Regions from separate parts of the Gossypium hirsutum genome. Here region 2 is linked to region 1. A link is a contact called in public Hi-C data. All regions are on one chromosome and are shown on one strand. The core of a region is the stretch at or near the end of the contact, and the rest is flanking DNA. Distances in the headings are between cores, read along the strand shown. Region 1 holds the start of LOC107962469 (protein Daple). Region 2 holds the start of LOC107962463 (transcription factor TGA7).

The links. A called contact is a pair of places that touch in the nucleus more often than the background predicts.
Region 2: a contact with region 1 is called in a Hi-C map of leaf, with 2.0 times the contacts expected there. The contact joins the promoter of LOC107962463 here to the promoter of LOC107962469 in region 1. A contact is called at or near these places in 2 of 34 Hi-C or Micro-C datasets (hypocotyl and leaf).

Annotation. Positions count from the first base shown.
Region 1 is chrA06:6,253,260-6,259,391 of Gossypium_hirsutum_v2.1, forward strand. It overlaps LOC107962469 (protein Daple), which reads right to left and starts at 2,181. Exons shown (of 12, transcript XM_041114982.1): 1 at 1,768-2,181; 2 at 1,227-1,315; 3 at 628-775. The coding sequence starts at 705.
Region 2 is chrA06:6,458,164-6,464,295 of Gossypium_hirsutum_v2.1, forward strand. It overlaps LOC107962463 (transcription factor TGA7), which reads left to right and starts at 3,185. Exons shown (of 10, transcript XM_016898870.2): 1 at 3,185-3,425; 2 at 4,107-4,160; 3 at 4,320-4,475; 4 at 4,575-4,646; 5 at 4,753-4,812; 6 at 4,902-4,979; 7 at 5,094-5,154; 8 at 5,411-5,682; 9 at 6,001-6,132. The coding sequence starts at 4,323. It overlaps LOC107963227, which reads left to right. Exons shown (of 2, transcript XM_016899793.1): 2 at 1-7. The coding sequence ends at 7.

The sequences.
Region 1 (6,132 bases), core at 931-3,430:
TGATGATACTGAACCCATAGGTGGTTACTTTATACGTTACAGTATGCAATCTGCAGTCAAGCAACAGGTTCTGGAAAAGACTAAACACACTACTGCATAAAAAATTAATCTCTTGAGCAGTTGACCTTCTAAAACTCTTGAGCATCAAACAATCTACACCCATTTTTGTAAACTTCCTGATCTAGTTTTTCCTTGGGAAACGGAATAAATTGTTTTAAGTGCAGAAAAGGTTGGCCTAAAACTCTCTAACTACATACACGAGCCAAAGACTCGAAAGTAATACTTTTGCATTGAAAATACATACTTCCAACAAATGCAAGCAATTTACATGAAATAGTAATCGCATGATAGAGGTAAGATAAAAGATAAAATCACAATCTATGTGAGCATCTTCGAAAATTAATACATTATAACTGAAATTATACAATCAATGCATGTCATTGATGTCTTGATTCACCTTAATAAGCTACATAGTACAATTTGGTTCACATTCATTGTTAAATAATTTCTACCATGCCAATTGATCGACTTATAATATGATCTTGTGTCTAACGAGTTCAATAAGACATTAACTTCAAATGGAAAAGACAATGCCAGAAATTTCCACAAATGCAAAGTGCGACTTACATGTGTAGCATGGAATTGTAACCGAAATACAACTTTTATTTTTGTCTTCTCGATCTTCCACTTAGGGATCCTCGACATTACCAGCAAATCAATTAATCACCAGCTCTATTGACATACCAATCCCCCTCCCCCTTTGATTAAACTGCCCCTGCAACCAAAAAGGACCATCATTTCCATATAGACAGCTGAGAGCAGTTAAAACTAGTTCAAGTGCAAGTATATCGTGTTTGGAATCCAGAGCCTACTGCAAGGATTAAAACCCCTTGAGGAAGTGTACCTCACCAAGACAGTAACATAATTAGGAGAAAACAATGTAAGAGCAAACAGAAGGATTTTTTTTTTTAACCCCCCAACTACATAAAAGGTCCATTCAGACCAAGGTTTATGTTTAGTAAACAGAAACCCAAATTAAACTAAATCCCGAGCTAAAATCTGGAGGGGTTGGGGGAGGGAGACTTAAACTCTGCTTATTTCAATGATCTGATCTACTGAGATTGACTTCACCATTTCTTCAGAAACCAACACAAGATCCAAAAACGTGTAAAGAGGATATTTGAACTAAAAACCAAATTAGAGAAAATCGCTAATCCCGACCATACCTTGTTGAAAGGAAGGCAAAATTTTCCAAAAATGCAAAACCCCAGAAGCAAACTTCAAAATGCTGGCTTCAAATTCTCGGATCCAAACCCTTTTTTATTGAGAAATAGAAGACGGTGAATTTCAAATTTTTTAAGCTAAAAAGAAAGACAAAAGAAGCAAAGAAGAGAAAATGGCACTTCACACACTTGAAAAGAAACAAAGATGCAAATGTCCAGCTTCAGAAAGACTGACACAAAAGGAAAAAGAAATAGAGTAAAAGAGAATCCAAAACCAAATGCCACACCCAAAATAAGAAAAAAGAATAGCACCTATAACAAAATCTCAAAATACCACTATTTTTCTTTCCTTTAAAGAAAACATCAAAGAAAAACAAAAGAACCCAGATTTGTCACAGTAAAAGAAAAAAAACTGACCCGACCCAAGTGAGAAGACGTCAATAAATGCACATGGAGTAAAAAAAATTAACATTTAAAATCCATTTAAACACTAAAGAAAAACAAAATCAATAAAATAATGGCGTGTAGCAATGAAGTTAGGTACCCAGTAGCGGATCGGTAGGTGCTTAAGCTGGAAGAAATAGCAGATAAATCTTTACAGGGAAGGTTCCATTTTTCATACTAATTACAATGAATAAGAGGAAACTAAAAACCCACCAAAAAAAAAATCAAAATTTGAAAGAGACAGGGAAAGGGTTGTGTTTTTTTATTTAAAAAAAACAATTCTTTTGAAATTGATGAGTTGTTTTTGGTGATGTGTGGGTGTTTTGTAAGTTGAAAACTTTTTGTTGGGTGGGATTTTTGGGAGAGAGTGTGTGTGTTGTAGTTGGCGTAAATAAGGAGAAAATGTTGGGTTTTTTTGCAAAGCAAATAATAAAAATGTTTAAGGTTAAGAAGAGAATTCATTAGGTGAAATGGAGGTTTTATTTACAGGTAAAATAGGAGTTTTCAGATTTCGAAAACAAGGGCTTTGATTTGCATTAGTGTAAGAAAAGCGACATCCCGCCAAAGCTTGTTTGCTAATTATTTATTATGATCTAATAATCAAATTAATTAGTGCTCAGTGACATAATTAAATAATCTTTAATAAGTATAAAGTTTTTATTAATATTATTAGAGGGATTAGCAATTGAATAACCAATGAGTGATTGCCATTTAAGATACAGCTGGACCATTAATAATTCCATTCAATTTGATGCCTTGAATTGAAGTCTCACTATTCTTCCCCCATTGGACCACCTTGAATAATTCAATATGGTTGGGAATTTATATTTTTCCCTTTTTAAATATTTGTTTTTTTTTATTTCCTTCTTATAAGTATTTTGAAACTTTCCCAAATTATAACTTGACTTTATATTAAATTTTGCATTTAAGAATAATAAAAAAATATTTAAGCTTAATTTGAATAGGTGGTGCGTTTAGCTTCAGTGATATTAAAAACAACAATGACAATAAAATTGAATATTGTAGTGATGAGATTAAAAACAACGATAAAATATATATTTGGATTCAAATATAGCTACAATTAAGCCAAAAATGAGATAAAAATGCATCTTATAGCCATCTTAATCTTTTAATTTTACATATGTAGCTTCACACGTTTTGCCTTGTAGCTCAACACTAATTTAGTTTTCCCCTTTTTTTCTATAAATATTAATTTTATATATAAATTTTGATTTAATATACAATTTGATACATAAAGTTTGATTTAGTGTAATTATACACATGAAATTTAAATTGTGGTACATGTGTATATATGAAACTTTGATTTTTATTCAATTGTACACATTTAAAAAAATGAATACATACACTCATTTTCATACTGGATGAATATAATTGTTTATGTATGTAATATATTATTTTAAAGTGGTAATAATTTAATAATGTTATTAGTGATTTGTGAAAAAATAAATCTAATTAAAATTACATGTTTAAAATCGCACAAAATTGAAGTTCATATATAACATTACACATTAAATTAAAATCTATCAATAATTTTAGCATTTAATTATCCCTTTATTTTATAAAACAAAGTTAAAAAGGTAGAAATCATTAAGGATAGAATCATGTATGGATGACTTTAATACAATAATTTTATCACTTTTTAATTATGATTTAATCGACAATAATTAAATTTTCAAGTTCTATTTTTTACTCAAAACTTCACTGATGTTTGAGTCAAACTAAATCGACTGGCTAAACCAGTTGAAATAGAAATCGATTGAATCAATTGAATCAAAAATTTTTTATTTTACTTTTATAATACTTTAATATTTTTAATTAAAATTTATCTAATAAACAAATCGATAATTTGATCAATTCGATCACTAATCCAATTCTCAACACTATTTCTACTAAAAGTTGCTTCATTTATGAAAATGGATGCTAGCTCCCTTTAGTGCTATAAGGAAAGCCTAGATTTAAGGTAGTCTAGAGGAGAATTTGGAGATAGACTATAATGTCTTATATCTCAAAGCTAAGGCCTAAGAGCATGAATTTATCTACAAAACGGGTCTACTATTTAGAAGTAAACTGAAGAGTGGATTGGGATTTCAATAAAGTCACTTATGTCATTTTAAATTTTTTATTCTAACAGTTAAATAATACTTTGAACGAAAAAACCGATTCAATGTTTGCAATTGCATACAAGTCGCAGCCAAAGACTATTGAGTGCATGATTAAGTTGGTTCATGGAGCAAGCAATATTGCATGAATTGTGGCATGGAAATTTGTCATTGTGGGGTCATATTCAGTGGCCTTATGCACATGACTTTGTTCTCCTTTAAGGTCCTCAAGATAAATATTCCAATATAAAATGTCAATTAGAGTTTTCATGACATTATGTGGCCCACACGTGATAGACCCTTACAAGCACGTGATAGGCCCCAAGAAGCACGTGCACCCCAAAGTTAAAATCTTCCCCACAAGGAAAAAAGTTGGATTAGCTTGTGATATGATAGTATGTATTACTTTTTAACCTTGTGGGGTTGCCCACATCACATGAACAGACATCTTTGATTACCAACATATGCTATGCTTTTCATGATCTCATCTTCACAATCATATTTATAATTTTCTTTCACCTTAATTACTTTGACATGAGGTTTTCATCCTCTTTTTAAGTCATTAAAAATTAAAAGGTAACTGCCTTTCACTAATCTATAAAATTAGTAGTTTAAAAATGAATTAATATGTGCTAAATCTTTGGTACAAAAGAATAAATAAGAAATTTGCAAGTATCTACCTTTCTTTCTTTTATTGATACGAACAAGAATCCCACCAAAGCAATCCCAAGCTTTGCCTAAAATTCCTTAGTTTAACAAGCTAAAAGGCATTTTCTTTGGCCAAAGCTTACATAATAAAATACAAACAAGGCCCTCAAGACACTGTTTGTCATCCTACTTTTGGTTTTCCGGGAGCATCAGAAACCCTAGCAAAATGGGTTTTCTTAGAAACCCAGGAGAAACAAGAAGCAGGCATTTTCATTTCATCATCAAAAACCATTTTGTTATTATCCTCCTCCTCCTCACTCTTTGACGCCTGTTGCTTGTCCTTCTTCTTCATTTTCTCCTTATGTAAAGATCGCATAACGTAAGCTTCTGCTAAACCAACTCCATACGTTGCCATCGCCAAAAAAAAAGGATTAATACTTGTTGTTTATGGAAGTAGTTAAGGGTTGAGTAGAGGAGAAGCAAGACTTGTTACGATTAGGATCCGAGGAGCTAATTGCTTGGAAATTTATAGGCTGCTGTGTAGTGGTCCATGCAAAATATGGGTTGAATTTGGCTTTGCTTGCTGCCCAAGTCTTTCTTTCTTTTTTGCATTTTTTCTGGTGTGAGAACCCGGCATTTTTACTTTATAACCCGACAACAGAAAATTAAAAAAATTGTTACTTCTACAAAGTATGCGAATACTCTGGATTTAAACCAAATTTGTTCATTTGGATGGCGTCAGCGAATATTTAAGAAACAGTTGAAGTGTGAAGGTGAGAAGAAAGTAGAGAGGTTGGGAAGCGTAAGCAACCATGTGGCACTGTGGTGTTTCGTTTTAAACATTTTATTGGAGACTTGGAGCGTCGAGAGGGGACTTCTCTGCATGGAGTGGACCCACACCCACGTCCCATGCTCTGATTTTCAATGCATTTCGATTCGATTCCATAGCTTTCGAAGACGTATGGTGATATGATGAATATAATAGAATTTCTACAAATACTGTTATTACGCATGCGTGTATGAAATTTGAACTAATATATTACTTCGAAATTAATACATTAAATATTTATAATATTAAAATTATAAAAAAATAAGTAGTTGGTGTTGAGTTAACTTGTGAAACTAGCTTAATTAAATATATTATTACTATAAATAAATGATGGGAAGCAATAAAATGTGAATAATAAAATCAGAATGTACAAAAATAATAACATAATATTTTAGTTAAGTGATAAATTAATATTTTACTAATGTAATTAATTTGGGATTCAAACTCCACCATCTATATATTTTTATTGGTTTTTTAAAATTAAAAAATTAAAATACTTTCAAATAATATAACTTAGTTTTATTATAGAAATGTGTGTTCATAATTTTCCTAATTAAGTTGGTGACCCGGTTGAGAGTGACACCAACTTAATCAAGAGCTTAAATAATAAGTATAAATATGTAACACCTTCATACCCGACCAGATCGTCGGTCAAAATATCAGAATGTTACATTTGTTGCTAAAGCGAGGATAGTATAATTTCAATTCATTTTATCATTCCATTCGAGTTATTAGGATCACTATACATCTCTAACACAATTCAAACTAATGTCTAAATTTTGTACGAGCTTTAGACATCTCTTATAATAGTTAAAGATCAATTAAGGACTAAATTATAAAATTTCTAAAGTTTCAGGCTAACGTCACA
Region 2 (6,132 bases), core at 1,935-4,434, 210 kb after region 1:
GGAGTGAGACGTTAAGGTTCTGAGGAGGAAGTCCATTTCTTTAGTAAAGGTTCTGTGGCGAAATCATAGCACTGAGGAGGCCACTTAGGAACCTGAAGACTCGATGCGACAACAGTATCTTCATCTGTTCTGATCAGGTAAAGTTCGAGGTCAAAATTTCTTTTAAAGGGGTAGAGTTGTGACGCCCCAAAGTTATTATTTCTTCTTTTTGTGAAAATGTGCCACAAGTCTGTATCTGCTTCAGTGGTTAAGTGTTCTAGGTGTGTGTGAGGTCCAAAGGTCAAGCCCTAGCTTGGGCAAATTTTGTTACTTTTGGAATTAAGCTTTACTTTTGATCAGCGGGCTTATATTTAATTGTCTGTAATCCCATACTAGAAAAAGCCTGCTGGTTCAAGTAGTAAAGGGTTGGTGTGTTGGAGGTCTTGTGTTCGACTCCCTGCGCGAGCGTGGGAGTTTATTTTTGCTCTGTTATTGGTGAGAGTTCTAGTTGAACCGAAATTTTGTGGAAGTTGTTGAATAGTGGGTTTGAAGGAGAAAATAAAGGGATGTGATCATATTTTTTTTAGATTTTTATTTTATTTATTTCTATTATCTTTATTTTTTTTAAAATTTTCTCTCTCATCTTCTAAATTTTCAATCTAACATTCTTTTTAACTTTCTTGCTGGGTTTTAGCATTTTTCTCTTCCAGTAAAACTTTTTTCGTTCTGCTTCCTTTCTGATTTTGCTGGTGGTTTTATCGTTGGATTGTGTCATGGTTTGTAGGTTTTTAAATTGGATGGTAAGTGAATTTTGTGCTCCTGTGATTGCTGGTTTCGACTTTTGAGCAATGGCAATTTATAGTAATCGATTAGTGTTAATTCCAGTTAGAAGTAGATTGTGGGGCAGGGAATTGCACCTCTTTGGTTTAGTGCGCTTTTGGTGGTTTGTCATTGGGGGTAAGTCGGTTTTGTATTGATTCGAGTAGTGAATTCGTTAAAGCAAGTTACTAAATCGAGGTTGGATACTTTGTTTATAGGTTTTGGAAGGCTCGGGAGTGGTTTCACATCAAATTGATGCTAGGTGTGTACCTGAAACATAGAAATCGAGCTTTCAGAAAAAGTCCAAAAAGGCTACTGTCGACTCCACACGGGCGTGTGGTCACCTGTGTGGTAGGCCGTGTGCGTCAACATAGCCGTGTGATCGATGAAGGCCAAGCGTGTGTAGGACACGACCATGTGATGGCCAGTATGTGGCTGTGTAGGCCACATGGGCTACGCCAAATTAGGCGTGTAGGCCCACACGGGCTTGTGATATCTAGGCCAGGTCGTGTGGTCCACACGGGCAAAGCCAATCTGAGAGTGTAGGCCCACACGGGCATGTGGGCCCATTATACTAAAATTTTTCGTAGGGTCGTACTGTGGACCTACCGCAGGGTCGGTAAAGGCTTACTAAACCCTAAACCTATATGTCCTGTTAGACTGATGTACTGTTATGAGCATGCCTATGTTTGTTATCTGTTACCTATTTATAGAAGCATGAATTGTTAGTTAAAGTGTATGCATGTCTGCTAATGTGATTGGGGTGGGGTGATATATATGATGGAGGAAATATTCTGAAAGACAGATTATGCTTATAATCTAGCAGCACAACTGTATTATATCTGATATTAGTCGCATTAGTACAGCGTGGTGTGTAGGGCTGGGTGAGTGTTTTAAACCCCATATGATGTGTAAAGATGGTCGGAGATGGTGTGCAGAGGCTGGGGGTAGGATTCTGTTATCTGATAGCATGTCTGTAACTGTATCTGTACCTGAAACGGGCTTTGGCCCGATTGTAAATCTGTTTGATTTGTGATATTCTGTATGTATACATGCTTAACTTTGTTGGGTTACACACTAAGTTTACGTAAACTCACCCTTTTTCTGTTTGCCTGTACAGGTAACCCACAGACTTAGGCGGATCGGTGCAGCAGCGGACTCAACGTTGGCCACTTTATCGTAAACTTTATTTATGTTTAAGTATTCTAGCTATTTAAAGTTTAGGATTTACTTGAGGGTTGTAATTTCTCAGAACTTTCTGAATTGTTTCGGTTTTTAATTGATTATTTCTGGATGATTTAACGTTTTAATTGTTTTGTTAAAATCGTTTTGTTAAACAATGGTATTTACGCAAACGAACTGTTTTTCTTAAACACGATCATTTTCCTAAAACTTCAGCTAAAATGACATGATTTAAGATAAGTCGGTCAAATGAAAATATGCTTTGAATTAAAAGAAAGCAATTGAAAGTTTTTTAAAGTTTAAGGCTTTATCGAGTTAGCACCGTTTTCAAAATCCCTTACATGTGATATCACCAGATTTGGCCATAACGTCTAGGTCGGGTTTGGGGTGTTACATATTATCTCCATCAATTGTACATATTTATACTCACTATCTATTAAGTGTTTTACTGAGTTGGTGTCACCCTCAACTAGGTCACCAACACGGTTAGAAAAGTACAAAAATATTTTTCTGTAATTAAAATAAGTTAAACTATTTAAGGGTATTTTAGTCTTTTTTTTATTTTAACAAAAACTAATTAAAAATATATATTGTCACATTTGAAATGGCCTAAATTGAATTAGTAAAACTTTAAATTTATCATTCAACTAAAAATGCACTAGTCAACTCGATACTAGCATTATTTACTTGATGTATTTATGTGTGTAAATTTTATTTTACTCATAATTTAATTTAATTTTTTATATTAATATCATACATATTTTATATTTTATTATGATAACTTAATTTTAAACCTTAAATTTTATTATTTATTGAATGTTATTTTTACTGAGTCAAATAACTTGCAGTGAAGAGAAACTTCCATTGGTTTCTAAAAAATAGAAATTTATTATTGGAAAAATGGAAATGAGAAAGGAAGTCTACAAAAAGACTTGACTGGTTGTCTGCTATCTTCACCAACAACTGAACTCACCATCCAATCATTTTCCACCACGTGGGACCTCAACGGACGACAATCAGAAAATGCTCCTGGGGGTGAATGTTCCTTACTATTTTCCCCAGGAAATGACGTCAGCAATGGTCGTTAAAGGGTGACGTAAACTGATGTAATAAGTGACGTAGGTTAAGGCAGTGTGGGGTGCGTAGGATAAAAAGTTGTGCGCATTTCTTTTTAGCATTTTCCCGTTTTTCTTTACTTTATATTTTTGCTGCTTTAAGTGGGAACACTCAGACGTTAACCTTTGACTGTAGCGATTGAGAGAATAAAAAATTTCACATTTTTTTTTCCTTTTTCTTTGTTTCTGTCTTTGGGTTGATTTTGATTCTTTGTTTGCTTTCAAAGAGTGATGAGCTTTTGAGTGTTCATTTGGGCTTCTTTTTTTCTTTTTCTTTTTCTTTTTTTATTGAAGAACTTCAAGTTTTGGGAAGTTCAGTTGTTCTATAAGGTTTGTTAGTGAAGTTTTTCCAAATTTCAATCTTTTTGTGGTTTGGGTTTATGAGAAAAAATGAAAATTTTAAGTGGTTTTGGTATATATACTGGATGGTGTTCGAGTTTTTTCCTGATCATGTTCTTATTTTTTGATTCTTGGTAATATATGGTGATTAAGTAGGAACTTCTTTTGTTTTTACTTGGTGGATGATTGTAATTTTGTAGCAATTTAAGAGCATGAGTTGAATGTAAAAGTTGAGTTCCTTGTATTTTCAGTTCATGATATGTTTACTTGACTCTCTGTATATGGTTATCAGTTGATGAAGTTGACTCTCTGCACATAGATTTCTCTGTCGGCAATGTTATTGAGAAACTAGGTTTATATTTTAATGGCTTTGATTCCTTGTTTTGGCTCTAGAAAGGCAATAATGCCAGTTTACAGATTTCATTGCCTTTGAAGAAAACATGAAACCTTAATATGACAACGTTATATGTATTGAGTACTAGGAAAGAAGGGATGCTCTTAACAAATCTCCATTGATTAAGTTCCACTTCTGTTCCCTATAAAGAAAAACAAAAATTGCCTGTCCCTTTCAACATATCACTCACCATTGATGTTTTTGGTTGGTAGTTCTTGAGACTTCTAGCCCACTTTTGCTAATACATGAGCTGATTTTTGTTGTGCGTTCCTTTTCAGCCTTTTGTATGACTGTATCTTTTACAAGCCATGGAGATTTACCCTTAGACAGAGGTAAGGAAAACGTGTGAGCATTGTTGAAACCTGGACACTTTGTCCTTGTCCAAGATTTGATTGCTACTTTAGGAAGTCCAAGTTCCATTTAGTTTCTTTGTTATGCATTCTTATAATCAGTGTTGATCTGTTTTTTATTCTGTTGCTGTTGTTTGATAGAGTATGAGCTCTCTGTCAACTGAACTTACTAGAAGGATGGCAATATATGAGCAATTCCAGCAGATAAACAAGTGGGGAGACACCTTCAACGGTGAAGACAGTCCAAAAACAGGATCATCGACAGTTTTACAAGTGGATGTTAGGCTAGAAAACAAGGTGAAGTTGCATTCAGTTTTGTTTATTTGGTAGGAGGCTTGAGCTTCTTTTTTCTTCCAGTTGCAGGCTATAATTAAATTGTTGTGATTTAAATCATAGGCCGAATATATATCTTCCGAGAAAACCGAACCTTCCAGAAGTGATCAAGAAACAAATAAGCCAACAGATAAGGTGATTAAGTTGCATTATTAGCTGTTTTATAATCTAGACCTGCTTGTTCCCTCTTACTATTTCCAATTGTATTTATCTTTTGTTAAAAGACACATAATACATGCAGATACAGAGACGTCTGGCACAAAATCGTGAAGCTGCTCGCAAAAGTCGTCTGCGGAAAAAGGTAGACAAAAAATGCATTCTATATGACATATCTGCTTATGGGAGTTATTTCACTTTATGGACCATTTATGATTTAATTCAATGTTATAGGCTTATGTTCAACAATTAGAATCGAGTCATTTGAAACTAGCTCAATTGGAGCAAGAACTCGAAAGAGCTAGGCAGCAGGTGAAGTGAAAACTCTCTCCCCCCTTTTCTCCTTGTATGTTTTCACTTTTTTTCAATAAGGAATTCTTTATTTTCCAAGAAAAATCATATCAATTAGGCATTGCCTTGATGCAGGGGTTATACATAAGCAGTGCATCTACTGGTTATTTTGGACTGTCTGCAGCTGCAAATGCTGGTTTGTGACCTAATCTGATTCTGTTATCATTATTTTCTTTGTAGATTCACAGAATACATTTTGCTTCCCAACATCTTAATTTGCAGTAATATTTTTTTCTTTATATGGGAGAGATTTGTTCGATATAGCTTTCAAGAAACTAGATATATTTTTCTGTTTGCTGGATCAAAGGTTTCTATTTGTATATCACGCGTGTAAATATTGAGTGCCTACATATTGGTTTCTTCTTTAGAATAGTTTAATTTGAACTTTACAGGTATTACTGCTTTTGAGATGGAATATGGGAACTGGGTTGAAGAGCAAAATAAAAAGATTTGTGAACTTAGAAGTGCTCTCCAAGCACACATTACTGATATAGAGCTCCGCATTCTGGTAGAAAATAGCTTGAACCACTATTGCAATTTGTTCCACATTAAAGCCGATGCTGCAAAGGCAGACGTCTTCTATTTGATCTCAGGCATTTGGAGAACTACAGCCGAGCGTTTTTTCCACTGGATTGGAGGATTCCGTCCATCAGAACTCTTGAACGTAACTCATTTTTCCACTAATTATGCCATTCATCCCTCTATTTCTGAACATTGTTGAGCATGTTTGATTGTTCATTATCGTTTAGCGAGTTTAGTATCGTATTGTTGCATAGATAATTGTCATTGCATAAATAGGAATGTCAATGTTCCTGGCAGCTGAATAAGGTTAGGCCATACCAATAGCTTCTTGGCTTTCTCTGCAATGAGTAATTCTTCCGATATGTGAGCTACCTACCGAGATCGATAGCTATGCATCAGAAAGAAAATTAACAACATTTTCTACAGACAAATTATGAAACTGCAAATTCTGTTTGTTCAGGTTTTAATGTCACAAATCGAGCCTTTGACCGATCAACAACAGTTGGAGGTTTATAACCTTCAACAATCTTCTCAACAAGCTGAAGATGCTCTTTCTCAGGGAATAGATAGACTTCAGCAGAACTTAGCCGAG